Linked DNA regions of Rattus norvegicus: region 1 is linked to region 2. Evidence: chromatin contacts called from public Hi-C data. All regions are on one chromosome and are shown on one strand. Each heading gives the region's core, a stretch centred on a gene start, on an enhancer-like site or on the middle of the called end of the contact. The rest is flanking DNA. Distances are from core to core; before and after follow the strand shown. Region 1 holds the start of Zfp410 (zinc finger protein 410). Region 2 holds the start of Acot6 (acyl-CoA thioesterase 6).

Region 1 (7,890 bases), core at 4,867-7,366, 230 kb before region 2:
CCAGATGCAATAGTTTATAATCTAATAAGCTGGTATTCAAGTATATCTCTAAAAAGGCGAAGGAAGGAAGGAAGGAAGGAAGGAAGGAAGGAAGGAAGAAAGAAAGGAGGACAGAAAGGAGGATCAAAGGTCTTTAAAAATATATAGGGCCAGTGGTAGCACACAGCCTTTAATTACAGCAGACACAAAGGCAGGTAGGTCACTGTGTGTTTAGGCCAGTCACAGATCATAGCCAGACCCTGTCTCAAAAACCAAAAAATGAACAGAACTACATAATCACTTCCTCAACTACACTAGCCTTTACACCACTCCCTCCATCCCTGCGGTCTGGCTCCCCAGCCTTTCTCTGCCATGTTTTCAGTCTCTGTGTCCTTGGCCTCCTGGGGGCCTCCAGCACTCTGATTGCCCTTGGCTCCCATGACTCCTGGCTATGCAGAGAGTCATCTACTTCAGACTTCTTCCCTCCTCCTCTGGCTCCCTTGCCTGAGCACATGCCTTCAAAGGGGAGTGCCACAGTGCTACAATGAACTTTCTGTCTCACTTTCACATCCGTGTTCCTACGCTTAAACTACTGAGGCTCTCATGACTTCCATGGCTGCCTTTTGATATGGCTCCTACATTTTAGTTTCTATCAACCAGCTGTAAAATCAATTGCATCCTACTCTTGGTACAGCATCGTCTAACCTCTCAAGTCTTCTTTGTCCCATCTGTAGGGAACATATTTTACCTGGTAACATTAGTCGACTGCATTCTGAGGCCTCGGTCACTGGAAGGAGGGATAAGCAAGTAATGTCTTTAGCTTCTGATTCTACTAGCCCTTGTCCCAGGGGGATGGAGGTATTCTGAACAAACTGAACCAGGAGCTGAGGAGGGGAAAACAGCAAAACTGAGAATCAGAATGAATCTCAACTTTAAATTTATCAAACAAGTGATAATATAATTAAGTCTTATTCCTGTCTCAGTCATATACATAGAAAAACTAGATTAACTACATTTATCAAGGTGTTTGCTCTACACAATAGTTGATTTATAAAATTAAACTGATCTGTCATTTTCTATCATAGAAAAATTATAAAAGTGGGTTTTAAAATGATGAGCCCCCTTGGTTTTAAGTCAACTGCACTGTACTGATTACATTAGAGAGCACTTTCCTGGGTATTTTTTCACTTATTCCTAAATTCCTAAGTAAACACGTATTTACAAATGACGAATCATCCTGAAACACAGACTTGTCTAAGATGATATAATTAAAGTTCCAGTCTTCAAAATTAAGAAATGATTTCAAATTTAGTGACTTTTCTAGTAAACACAAACTTATTAAGATTAAAGTATGAAAAATGATAGAAATTATAAAATGCTTAAATCATATTTAGAAAAATTATTTTCAGATACATATTAACAAGATTCGTGTAAATAAATATATACATACATAAATATTACAACTATGAATATAAATATACTTTAGAAATAGAACCTATCTTATCATGTTTAAGTACTTTAAGTATTTCCTTAAATACTTAAATAGCAGATATAGAAAACTCACGAAGATGGAAACTGAATAATAAAGTCTCTAAGAAAGCATTTAGTAACAGAAGACTCATAAACTAAGCACTGAAGTAAATCTCATTTGGCTTTGGAAGTCAAGAATGCTTACGATTAAGCCACTCACGTTGTTTCCTGACCAACGGTCTAAGAAGACACAGCTAAGTGGGCTCACCTCTGGTTTGGATTCTAACTCATCTGATAACATTGATTCAGCTTCTGAAATCCTGTAGCTGTTCGGGGGGACAGGGTCACATCTAATTCAGCCAATGACACCTTCCTGTTACATTCACATCCCTTTAAAAAACAGAACACTTCCTGTAAGACGCTGAACTAGGTTGGTAATCAATTTAACCTAAAATAAGGGTAAAAAAAGAGAAAGACACAACATTAAGAGCAGTCAGCAAATGCAGCTAAATCAACAAAGGCATCCCTTTATGTCCAAAAGCCATAAGCAGACACTCAGCCTATAACATGTGTTTTAAAGCAGAACAAGCCCAAAAAGTATCAAAACCTATAAAAAGCAATATGCTTTGATAACTATCTTCAATTTTTAAATCTTTATTTTTATTTCATGCACGTGTAACTAACTCCCTGTGTGTCCAAGTGTCCAGAGTCCAACAGAGGGAATCAGATTCTCCTGGAGCTCCATGGAGTTCCAGGTGGTTCTAAGCTGCCCTGTGTGGATGCTAAGGGCCAAACTCTGTTTCTCTGCAAGAACAGCAAGTGCTCCTAACCACTGAGCCTTATCTCCAGTCCACACAAAAGTTCCTCCTTCTAATGAAGCCCTGACTGCCTGAAATTCACATACAGACCAAGCTGGCCTCCACTGTCAATGATTTTCCCATCCCTTCCTGAGCACTGGGAGGGATTACAGATATACGTGGCTATGAAAGGGTCTTAAAATATGGAAAAGCTATATTCCCAAAGATGCTCATTGAAAATATAAGACAAAGAACTGGAAGCAACACACACAATAATCTTTTAGAACACTTAAACACATACGTACTATATAGGGCTTGACTCTTGACTATTAAATATGGCATTGTCACTTCGAAACACAGTTATGACTAGGGATGCGGTTTAGTGGTAGAACATTTGCCCAGCATGTGCAAATCCCTGGGTTTGATTCATAAGACACACACACACACACACACACACACACACACACACACACACGCACACACACACACTGAAGACCATGCAATAAAACATCGGTTACAAACCTATTTCCCATTTTAACAGTAATTACATCGTAAGAAAAAAGTAAAAAGAAATTCACAGATAAAACAGCAGTTTTATTGTTTAACAGGAAAGTGTGACTTACTCTTTTTTCTTATTCTAAAAGGTAATTATGCCATTCTGATCATTTAAAAGATAAGTCTAGCAGGGGCTTGGTGGTGCAAAGCTACAACCTCAGCACTCGGGGAGTGGGCTCTACAGCAAAGTCAAGGTCTGTCTGGGCTATTGTGATCTCAGAAAGACAAAAACAATCAAGTTTACAATAGTACTCAAGTCTAGCTGTGTAACTCAAGGCAAAGCACTTGCATAGCATAGCACAATGTTCGAGTGTAATCGCCAGTATTGAAGACAAACAAGCCAACACACGGGGTGGGGTGGGGTGGGGTGGGGTGGGGGCAATGGGACTGTTTGCACACAGATGCAATGGATTCATCTGCATTCTTCCTCCCTCCCACCCTTCCTTTTTCCCGGGTCCCTACTGGACACTGAACCTAAGGTCTGTCTATCCACGCTGAGCACAGACCTTGCTAGTTCCCTAACCCGAATCTCCTGGATAACTCCCTGCCTCCATGGACTTTGGCACATGAATTCACTTAATTTGGTGGAACTGCTGGTAAAATTGGGAGTCTGAGATCCATAAAGTGAAGACAGGAAAAAGGTGTGGTGGCAGGCATCTGCAAGCTCAGCAGTGGGAAGACTGAAGCAGAACAGGGAGGTTTGCAGCTAGCATGAACCACACTGCAAGATCATCTCTGGAAATAAAAAGGAAGCAATGTGTTCAGAGCACAGTGGCTCATCAAGTGTCCTCCGTAGACCTCATCTGTAGCACAGAACTTGCTAAGCACACCAGCCAGCAATATAATGGACGTGCACAAGCTAGGTTTGCCAATTCCAGGTCCATTACCTAGCTAACCGGATTCAAAAGCTGAAATGAAAATTTTGTTCTTGCAACGCAAATCTTTTATAAAAAAATTAGTATTTTTTGGAGACAGACACGGTGGCACACACTTCAATTCCAGCACTCTAGAAATATAGGTAAGCATATTGCTAGGGGTTTGAGGCCGGCCTGGTTTACATATTGAGTTCCCAGGCCGGCCGAGGTTACATAGTTGAGTCCTTGTCTCAAAAATGATGTTTCACTGGAACAGTTCATTTTTAAGATTTTTAGTTTTTATTTATCATGCATTGGTATTTTGCCTGCATGATGTCTGTACATCACATGTATGCAGGACCCATGGAGGCAGAGGGAACTGGAGTTACAGAAGGTTAGGAATCACCATGTGGGGTGCTGGGAACTAAGCCCAGATCCTCTCACACATTTTGACAAGTACAGTTAAACTGTCTTTAGTATATTCATAGTTCTGAAATCACACACATGCTCAGTTTTGGTTGTTAGGCTGTTGGGGGAGGGGCTGAAAGGGTTCACAGACAGGCTCTAACATAGGCTGACCTGGAACTCCCGCTCACTCCTGCTCACATCTTCTCACACCTCCGAACACTGAGACTACAGGCGTGTACCTCGATGCGTGGCTAATTTTACATGTTCCCAAAAGGAACCCTGAAGTCACTACCCACGTCTAACTTAGTCATTATTGTGGGTTAAAATGACCTCCATACAAGTTTCCACGTGACTACACAGAAAGCACTGGATAAACACTCAGATAGAGGATAAATAACGTGACACATGATACCCAATTCCCCACCCCTTCGCTCCGACTTTTCTTTTTTTTTTTTTTTTTTTTTTGGTTCTTTTTTTTCCGGAGCTGGGGACCGAACCCAGGGCCTTGCGCTTCCTAGGCAAGCGCTCTACCACTGAGCTAAATCCCCAACCCCATGCTCCGACTTTTCAATTCCAAGCTTTCATTATTAATTGCTTGTGGGGTAATTCTACATCAGCGTCTCCAGCCAAACCCCGTCTAAAGGCAGATTACCATCTCCCCCAGCAAACCTGTTCTTCTTGAATTATCTCATTCATTTATCGCCACTCCACTTCCCACTCAGCTGCAACCTCTCTCATCCTACATGTTTACATAGTCTCAGTCATCAATAATAATCAGACCCCAAATTTACCCCTCCTAGGATGCTATCTAGATTTCTCAGTACCTTTCAATTACCCTTTTCTTTTTTGGTCAACTACACTATTAGCACAAACTTTTGCGTGGTCACCTTGCCTTTTAAAATTACCCTTTCCAATCTATATTTTACCCAAACACGCATTATTTTTTTTTCCAAAACACAAAAATGCTTGTCACTCCCCATATGCAGTTTAGAATCTCAGAATAATGGCCGGCCCCTAAGGGGAAACCTCTTCACTGACATACCCCCCCCCACTAAAAACAAAATCCTTGGAAATTGTGGGATTTACCTAAATTTGACACCTACTGGGCTACAAAGCTTAAATTAGAATCCACATCTTCTGATGCTTGCCCTGTATTCTGCCAGACGACACGATAACACAAAGAGTAATACGTCTCAATTCCAGACACCCAGAATTGCCCGTCTTTACTTCGCACTGTTTTATTCTCTTTGCATACGTTACACTGCCCTTTGTGTCAAACTCTAGTGTAAATGTATGAACTCTTAATCCCAAATCAATAATATTTAACTCCCGAGTGGATCCTAAGTACATTTCAGAACCTCGTGAGCAAGTGAGACAAAGTTTAATAAACTAATTGGGTAGTCTTCTCTTGAGAAACTTCAGAGAACAAGTTGAATGTACAAAACACATCCTGGCTGCAAACACTCGCAGCCCACACACGGGCCTCAAGTGACAGGCAGAGGAGACACCAGAGGTCCAGCCCTGGTCCGCAGACGTCCCTATTCCTGACCAAGGAAGAGAGTGGACGCAGGATAGGAACCGGCAGCCCTGGGTGAAACGCCGGCAGGGCACCGCTGTAACCCTTTCCGCCAGCACAAAGGCCTCAGCCGAAGGCCCTTAGGTCTGCGGGCAGGCCCGGCTGCGGGTGCAGTCCGGAGCCTCCGCCTCGGGGACTCGCTAACTCTGGCTTTCTGGGGGCAGTCTGGTTTCCAAACACCCTCCCGCAAAAACAAGCAAAAGAGAAGAAACAGCGTGCCCCAGCTCCTCAAAGGGGTTAGGGCCGAAGCCGCCCGGCTTCGGACCCGTCGCTCCCCGCCCGCTAGACGCCTGGGGGAGCATAAGGGGGCGGCTTCCTTGTGCCCTTCGGGGGCGACCTCGGCTCTAGAGCCCCAGATCCCGCAGTGGCTTCCTTTCTCTGCGGGACCACCTAGCCGAGCGGGTGTGGCTAGCACTAGCCTGGAGCTCACCTTCCAGTCTAGGGCAGCTGGCCGCCGTCCGTCAGTCAGTCCCGAATTCCGTCCACACTCGGCGTCTTCCGGCTCCCGCCGGAAGCAGCTCCAGAGCGGGACAGGAAGTTTGGCCGCCCCCCACCAACATACCCACTGGCTTTCTTCTCCGCCCTACGGTGTTACTCAGGTCGAGGTGCTGACTCTTGGGCAGCTGCGGAGACCGGTCCTCTGCTCCCCACTACATACACACACCCCGACACACACAGGGTTCCCGACCGAGGAACCACAGCGTCCCGCCCCCTTCTCTGCCCTTCAAGGCTCTCAGGTCCGCGAAATGTGAAACCAGGTCAGTGCATTCTAGCCGTGACGTCACTGCCTTCCGGCTGAGGCGAGGAGTGCGGCGGCGGCGGCGACGGCGGCGGCTGGGATGGGTGAGATGGTGGGGTAGCTTTCTCCGGAGATGAGGACTTAATGACAGCTGACGAGAAATTGTGCTCCCGAAACACCAAAACCGCATAAAGAGCATTAAAAATGTTCATGGCCCAAGAGGGACCTGGAAATGAAGAACTGCATTGCCCATAGGACTGGGCATGAATTTAGGCACATGCTCATACAGCTTTAGAAACATTTAAGAATTCTCCAGAGATCTTGGATGCCCTGACTGTGGGCTCAGATACCAAAGTTCCAAGCTGGATAATAGTTCTTGTTGAAACTTTCGAGTTTGACTGTGTGAAATTTAAGATCTGGCGTGGTGGTACAGGCCTGTGACTCCAGCAATCCCAACACTAGAGGAGTTCCTGTGAACTAGGGCTGTTCATGGTAAGACCTTGTCCAAAAAACAAACAAACAAACCATGATGTGGTGCAGAAGAGTAGGGGTCTAAAGATAATGCCTGTGGGAATTAATGTTCTCTGAAAGTGCTTATTTTCAAGTTTAGAGATAAGCCAGGAGTCTGGATGAGCTAGGGAGTAGTTTTGGTACAAAACGTCCTGGGAGAAAACACTTCCTCCATACAGTTTGTGCTGGGCACTGTAATCTCATTTGAGGATTGCCATGACAAGGACAACTGGGCTACATCGTATCTGGACAAAACCTTGGGGGTGGCAAGGAAATGTTAACTAGGAGCTAAAATCCTAAAATTGAAGTAAGGATTAAATACACAAAATAGATTTGGCAGTTACCGATACCTGAAGAGATGAAGAATTACCAGAAAGAAAAACTGGAACCCAGAGAAAGTATGTAAAACAAGGTTAGAACGCTGCAAAACCTCACTGATTACAATTTGAATACATTTATTACAAGTTTTGCCTCTAAAATACATTGACTGTAAAAAAGTGGCCATAAGTCATACTCAGAAAACAGCTCCAGTTTTATTTTTCTAAAGGTTGAGTTACAATTAATAAAACGAATGCGATACATCAATATATCTGGAATAGTCACGTCTATGACCATTAGTTAATTTACTTAGTCCTACCATTTTCTGAAGCTTGTTTACTTGGTGCTTGTTGGGGGGAGGTGCAGTTAGGGATTAGCCTCAAGGCTCCTAGAGGTCAGTGTGCCCTGACCTATCCTCAACTCACTTTAACCAGTGATTGATTCCTTAGTGAAGGTTATGTCTATTAGCTCTCCGAGGTACCAGCATGGTAATACAGGCCTTTAACATTGGCACTCTGGAGGCAGGCAGGCAGGTGGATAACTGAGTTCCAGGCCAGCGTGGATCACATAGAAACCAACCTAACAGATTCTGTCTAAAAACTGTTTTTCCTAAAATACACACAAGCTTTTATGAGATGTAGTAAGCTGTTAGGCTTGCTACAGTCAATTGTTTGGCAGAACACG
Region 2 (7,246 bases), core at 48-2,547:
CCTCATGGAGGGGCAAAAATCACCCTAGGTTGAAAACTACCACCAGCACGTTTATGGTGGGGAGAGGTTCTGCCATGGATATTCTTGTGCACTTTAACGACTCGGGAACACTGTCTTCATTTGTGGGTTAAAGGCTCTTTGAAAGTTTGATGTGAAAAGAGACAAAAGTCACTCTTACTACAGCCATACGTTATTGATTATATCAGTATTTAAAACTCCTTCACCTGGCTAGCATTTAGTGAGTTTCAATAAAGTAAGTTGAACTCCCTCTTCAGCATATAGTTGAGGGATTCATGGTGCCTTAAGGGAGTGAGACTTGGTAGAAAATTTACTCTTAAAGAAGACTGAGGGGGTTGGGGATTTAGCTCAGTGGTAGAGCGCTTGCCTAACAAGTGCAAGGCCCTGGGTTTGGTCCCCAGCTCCAAAAAACAAAACAAAACAAAACAAAACAAAAACAGACGACTGAGAATTTGGAGAATGGGGACAAGGTTACTAAAGTTAGGCAATTATGTGATAGAACCCAAGGGGGTCTATTCAGGACCAGAAGATAGACTAGGCTGTGAGCACAGGAGTGGGGTGGGCTGCTCACCTGGGGGCAGGAAGAGCGTGGCGCGCACCCTGCCCTCGCGCACGGGCACGCGCCGCACCCCGGGAGCCATGAAGTGACGCTCGTGCACCGCCTGTGCAAGCCGCTGACCGCCGTCGGGCTCGTGTCCGTCCAGCACCTCCAGCTCCACCACTAAGGGCGTCTGCACGTCGCGCTTGATCAAACGCCAGAAAGGCCGTTCGGGCTCCATGGCCCATATCAGCCCCATGGGCTCGAGCCCCGTGAAGCTGCCGCCCAGCGCGGGAGCGAGCGCCAGGTTCAGCTCTCCTTGGACATCAGCGCGGTAGAGCGCGTGGGCTCGGAAGAGCACACCCTTCTCGTCGCGCAGGGCCGAGCATAGTGTGACAGACTGCTCCGGGGCCAGGCCGCTCAGGACGATGCTCAGCGGCTCGTCCCAGCAACTGCGGCCGGCGGGCTCCAGAGTAAGCGTCGCCGCCATAGGGAGCTGGAAACCTCGTGTAGTGCCACGCGAGTTGAGTTCGGAGCGGAGCCTGGCCTGCTGTGGAGGAGAGCCTGACCTGCTGTAGAGGAAACCTAGTGCCGTCTCTGAGAGTTCCCTATCCCTGGCTCACGTGCCTCAGACAAGACAGGGACAGAAAACAGGCTGACTATATACAGGAAGGATGTAGGTCAGAGTAGCAGCAGTGGCACTCTCCACCACAGAGGATTCTGTCCACATAGTGTTGAGGATTGGTTGGTAACACTAGCTGAATAAAATCAAGGCAGAGTCTAGCCCTTGCGTGGATTGAGTAGCAACTTTCTATAAAAACAAACAACCTTTAAATATTCTATTACTTTTATTTAAGGCCTTTTTTTTTCCTACTTCAGGGAGATATAAAAGGTTAGATACGGGGTTGGGGATTTAGCTCAGTGGTAGAGCCCTTGCCTAGGAAGCTCAAGGCCCTGGGTTCGGTCCCCAGCTCCAAAAGAAAAAGAAACAAACAAAAAAAAAAAAAAAAAAAAAAAGAATGCTGAACCTCGCATCATCAGCACATTCAGCAAAACATTTTGGGGTTGGGGATTTAGCTCAGTGGTAGAGAGCTTGCCTAGGAAGCGCAAGGCCCTGGGTTCGATCCCCAGCTCCAAAAAAAAGAACCAAAAGAAAAAAAAAGGTTAGATATTTTATAAAGAACAGATTTATTTGTGTCTTATGGTTTTGAAGTCTGAGAAGTCAACCCTGGAGGGGCCTATATTCAATCACATGTCATCCAGTAGTGGAAAGTCAACAGCACTCAAATTTGGGTGTACTGACTCAGACATGGGAGAATCGCTGTGTTAGGCTGACAGCCACCCTCCAGCATAGCTATTCTGTTCCATGCCTGCCAGCTATTTCATATTGTTGCTGTGACATGACTGCCAGTCACTGACACAGAGAAGTGACTTGGCTCAGGCCATGCTGACCACACACCCTGTTTTGTTCTGTGTGTTCTGACTGAGATTTGCTAATTTTTTTTAAGATTTATTTATTATGTATAAGTACAGTGTAGGTGCTTCAGACACACCAGAAGAGGGCATCGGATCTCACTACAGATGGTTGTGAGCCACCATGTGGTTGCTGGGAATTGAACTCAGGACCTCTGGAAGAGCAGTCAGTGCTCTTAACGGCTGAGCCATCTCTCCAGCCCTGAGATTTGCTAATCTTAAGAAATTTCACAAAGCTTTACATAGAACCCACCAAATCAAAAGTTGATATGAACGGTTATGTGTAAAATATCTTGAGTCAGGGATGACCAGCTGGTAGTCCTTCCAGCACCTATGTATGAGTTCACCGTGGTTTTCGTAACCGACACTGAAGAACGCTACTAATAAGCCAAAAAGTTATGACTACAATACTCATGCTCTGTTATCTCAGTGTTGTGAGATTCTCCTGTTCACCACCCATCCACGCCCTTGAGAATACTTTGCCTAGTAAGCCAACTGCTCCCCTACTCGCCCTTTAAACTTTTTAACGTGGTTTTCCTATTTAAAAAAGTCTACTCTGAGAGTAGACTGTACTGCGGTTGGGTTCCTGAGTCCCTTTTGTGGTCCTGGATATCCAGTATTAAGGTGTGCATTCAATAAACTACTCTTGCTTAACCAAGGTCATGGTTCATTTGGTTTGAGTGGCAATTCCTGAACTCCAATAATTGTAATTCAAAGCAAGCCTGGGTTACATAGAGAGAGATTCTGTTTTAAACAAACACACACAGGCAGACAGAGCATGCAAGAAAAAGGGTCATACTCATCCTTCGAAGAGAAAACTAGAGATAACCCACCCCGTCCATTCACCAATACAGCGTTCTTTCAAAGTTTTTACCTATTCTTACAGGTACAGCGGATATGGAGTTCCTACCACACAGTGCCAAGCGATGGTGGCACATGCTTTTAATTTCAATACTTGGGGGGCAGAGGCAGCTGGGTTTCTGTGAGTTCAAGTCCAGCCTGATCTAGAGTGAGTTGTTTTTGTTTTTTTGTTTGTTTTTTTTTTTTCTGGCACACAACCTTTGAGAAACAAATTGAAACCTAGGAAAGGCACATGTGAAAAGAAAAGGTCGAATGTGTCATGTGAATTTATACACACAAACATGCAGGCAGAACAAGATCTAGAAAAGACCAACACCAGACCCTAGGAGATATTCTTCTGCTCCAGGCATTCTTTCCCACAGATAATTGTTTTAACCAGGTCTACATTACTGCAGTGAGATATTCCCGGGTATTAATTTATGAAGAGAAAATGTTTAAAGTTTCTGTAATCCAGTCTGAGATCTGGGGCCTCCACTGATAGAAGCCTCTAGTGGGAGTACCTAGACAGCAAGGTGAGGTCCAACTATATACACATCAGGCATTAGAAAGAAAGACATTAGGATTCTACAGCTCTGTTCATGGGCACACTCCCAGTAGCCTGAAGAATTCCTAGAAGTCACTACCTACCTATCCCCACCCCCTTTCTCTTGTCTCTGGCTTGGTTTTTTTTTACCCCCCTTGAGACAAATGTAGCCCTGTGTAGCCCTGGATGTCCTGGAACTTACTCCTTAGACCAGGCTGACCTCGAGATCCACCTTCCTCTGCCTTCCAAATGCTGGAATTAAAGGCATAGCATCCCACTAGGGATTCTAAGACTCTAACTGTACGAAATACATCGGTTTTTCAAGTTAACTGGTCTTAACTATTTTTATGTTCTTACTTTTATTTACGTGGAAAGCCATAGCGTTGCCACCAATCGATCGTCCACCAATCGATCGCCCAACTCTCACAGTAAGAGTAGATGTGGGAGCTGGGGATTTAGCTCAGTGGTAGAGGGCTTACCTAGGAAGCGCAAGGCCCTGGGTTCGGTCCCCAGCTCCGAAAAAAAGAACCAAAAAAAAAAAAAAAAAAAAAAAAGAGTAGATGTGGACAGGGGCCGAATCTTCCACCTTGGCTCTGCCTCACTGTTACTCTGACTTCCCGGATCATCCCACTGTCCTTGTCTTGTCACGCGGAGCCCACGAGTCAGAAACTCCCAGAGACGCACTAGGTCGCCTCCACAGCAGGTCAGGCTCTGCTCCGAACTCCGGTCGTGCTCTCCCAGGCCACCCCACCCCCACCCCACCCTCGCTCCTCATGGAGGCAAGGCTGACCCTGGAGCCCACCGGCCGCAGCTGCTGGGACGAGCCGCTGAGGATCACGGTGCGTGGACTGGCCCCCGAGCAGCCCGTCACGTTGTGCTCGTCCCTGCGCGACGAGAAGGGCGCGCTCTTCCGAGCCCACGCGCTCTACCGCGCCGATGCCCACGGAGAGCTGGACCTGGCGCGCGCGCCCGCTCTGGGCGGCAGCTTCACGGGGCTCGAGCCCATGGGGCTGATCTGGGCCATGGAGCCCGAACGGCCTTTCTGGCGTCTGATCAAGCGCGACGTGCAGACGCCCTTCGTGGTGGAGCTGGAGGTGCTGGACGGACACGAGCCTGACGGTCGGCGGCTGCTGGCCCGGACGGTGCACGAGCGTCACTTCATGGCTCCCGGGGTGCGGCGCGTGCCCGTGCGCGAGGGCCGGGTGCGCACCACGCTCTTCCTGCCCCCAGGTGAGTTTGCCTCACCTTCTTCCAGCCCTGGTTGCAAAGCTTGGGGCCCCTTCTCTTTGTCCAGTCGTCTACTCTTTCTATTGGGTCTCTTAGAGATCAGTGGTCCCTGGAAAAGCCTTGAGTACTTGGGTTCACGGCTGGATGAATCTTGAACCAGAAAAGCTGCATTCGAAGTTGCTTAGAAAAGCAGAGCAGCAGAGTTCATCCAAGCCCCGTGAACTAGAAATCTGCCCTGTTGATCTTTAGGCCCACCGTTGCTTGTGCACGGGTTCAAATCTTCACTGTGATAAGACCCACGGGTGGTTGTGCACAAGTTCACATTGGGCATCTGTTGTTCAGGCAAAGTGGGACAGTGTGAGTAACGGGGAACTCTCTAACTTGCAGGACTTTAGCGCCACTCAGAGTCCAAAAGTGTGGGTGTAGAGGGCCAAGGAGTTTTGTTTCTTGGGTGATTCCGAGGTAACTCTTTCCCAGGGTCAAATCCACAGCTTTGAGAGGGGCTGTAGTTCAGTTACTCACAATGAGCCATTGTAGGGAATTTGGCCAGTGACGTTCATGACCCTTTGATTGTTGAAATGCTGAGAAAAGCAGTTTGAAGATCATCCTAGGATAGAAGAACGCTCTGTTTCCTACACATCAGTTAATGCTTAGAGCTGCAAGGTTTGATGCCCCCAATGATGCTGCAGAAGGTGGAAGGGCTGTAGATGGTTCTCTGGCAAACAGCTCTAAAATAGGATAGCTACATATGTAGGCTTTAACAGGGAAAACTCCACCAACATCTAAGGGCCCTCATAAGAGATTTCTATGCTGTCTTTCCTTAACTTTCTCATGATTGTCTATATTTCCTTTCTCTTCTGAGTCTGTCGCAACCTGGTATCCTAATTAGGGCACTGTTTTTTGTTTTTTTTTTTTGTTTTTTTTTTTAAAGTTCAGAGTTTCCTGAGGTCTGTAGCATGGTTCACTCTGGGATTTATCTCCAGTTTAATTTTCCAACATACTTTTTCCACTCTCTCCTGATCACAACTTGCCGTCGACTAGGTTCCCTCGTCAGAGACTCCTTTCACACTATAGTCTGTGTTACAGTAAGCTAACTCTTGTTATTCAGGGAGCTCCTGCAAGTCATGCTTGTGTGTGTGTGTGTGCCGTATCATTAAAACTATTGTGGGGGAAAAAATTGTAACTTTATATTTTGGGGTGGGGAACTGGGGGAGAGTTTCCTACAGGGTCAGAAAAGAGTAAAGGAAAAATAAAACCTCAGTGAGACAGATTCTAAGGCAGAGGTTAGAGGAAGATGGGGTGGAGGTGAAGTGTTAGGATTACTACAAGTTTGAGGCTTGCCTGAGCTACAACAGTGACTTTCAGAGCACTCTGAGCTACAGAGTAAGGCCCTGTATTAAAGTAAAGGAATAAGAGAACATGGTAGCACTGACTTTACACATCAAACACACATAATAAGGACACAGAATTTAACAAAGGAAATTAATACCAGGCAACAAAGACACAAAACCTCATAGGAGGAGAGGGAAGGGGCAACAACACACACTATCCGTGGTACAAATGGCTCTCCTACTGCCTCAATATAGGAATTAGTATGTCCAGTAAGAGTCCAGAACTTTTAAGCAAGTACAGATAAACGTGGAGTGAGGTGGACAATTTGATGACAACCTTGAAAATGACAAGCCTTGGGCTAGAGAGATGGCTTAGTGGTTAAGAGAATTGGCTGTGAGTTCAATTCCCAGCACCCACATCTGTAACTCCAGTTATAGGTGATCCGATACCCTCTTCAATCAACTTTGGCCACCAGGCACGTGGGTAGTGTGCACTCGAGTGCACACAGGCACTCGTGCTCACACACGCATACTCTCTCTCTCTCTCTCTCTCTCTCTCTCTCTCTCTCTCTCAGCAAAACATTCATTCACATAAAATAAAAAACCTTTAAAAATAACTTTAAAAAGTTATAAGCCCTGCCACGGAATATATAGACATTACCTTAGAATGTAGAATTCCTTTAAAGATACTTTTTATAGGTAAACTAATGGTGGGCTTTGATACCATAATAGTTGCGAGATCAAACTATCGTTTTTATTACAAGCATCAAAAACAGACTTTGGGTGGTTTAAGTAGGAAAAGAGCACATTGGAAATCACAGATACAAGAATACAGTTGATAAGGACATTGGGAATTAGGACCAGGAAGCTAAGTGGATCCGAGGGAATTGCACAAAGGGCCAAACATCCATTCTCCCATTCGGCCAGTGCCTGAGTTCCGTGATGGCAGGCACGCAGAGCTGCTGAGGTCTCAGTGCAAATGCTGTTGAGCTGAGAACATGGTCAGCTGTCTCTCCTTCCCTGTTGCTCCAGGTCATCGCCCCTCTGGTATAATATCCAGTAAGGTCTTCCATCAAAGGAAAAGAGGCTTAGGTGCTCACCACTCCCCTCCCTGCTCCCACTGAAATGAAAGAACGAATTCTAAAATTCACCTGAGGACTCTTGCTTGTTTTGTCTTTAAGGGAATGGACCCTTTCCTGGAATCATAAATCTTTTTGGAGTTGGAGGCGGCCTTCTGGAGTACCGGGCGAGTCTGCTGGCTGGGAAGGGCTTTGC

The links. A called contact is a pair of places that touch in the nucleus more often than the background predicts.
Region 1: a Hi-C map of Schwann cells shows a contact between it and region 2, with 2.7 times the contacts expected there. The contact joins the promoter of Zfp410 here to the promoter of Acot6 in region 2. A contact is called at or near these places in 2 of 12 Hi-C or Micro-C datasets (the Rat2 cell line and Schwann cells).

Annotation. Positions count from the first base shown.
Region 1 is chr6:109,693,669-109,701,558 of GRCr8, reverse strand. Zfp410 (zinc finger protein 410) reads right to left here and starts at 6,116. Exons shown (of 12, transcript NM_001108042.3): 1 at 6,070-6,116; 2 at 1,718-1,897; 3 at 728-863. The coding sequence starts at 1,750. It overlaps Ptgr2 (prostaglandin reductase 2), which reads right to left. Exons shown (of 10, transcript NM_001399426.1): 10 at 7,327-7,890.
Region 2 is chr6:109,457,564-109,464,809 of GRCr8, reverse strand. Acot6 (acyl-CoA thioesterase 6) reads right to left here and starts at 1,297. Exons shown (of 3, transcript NM_001305285.1): 1 at 590-1,297. The coding sequence starts at 1,046. It also overlaps the pseudogene Acot5-ps1.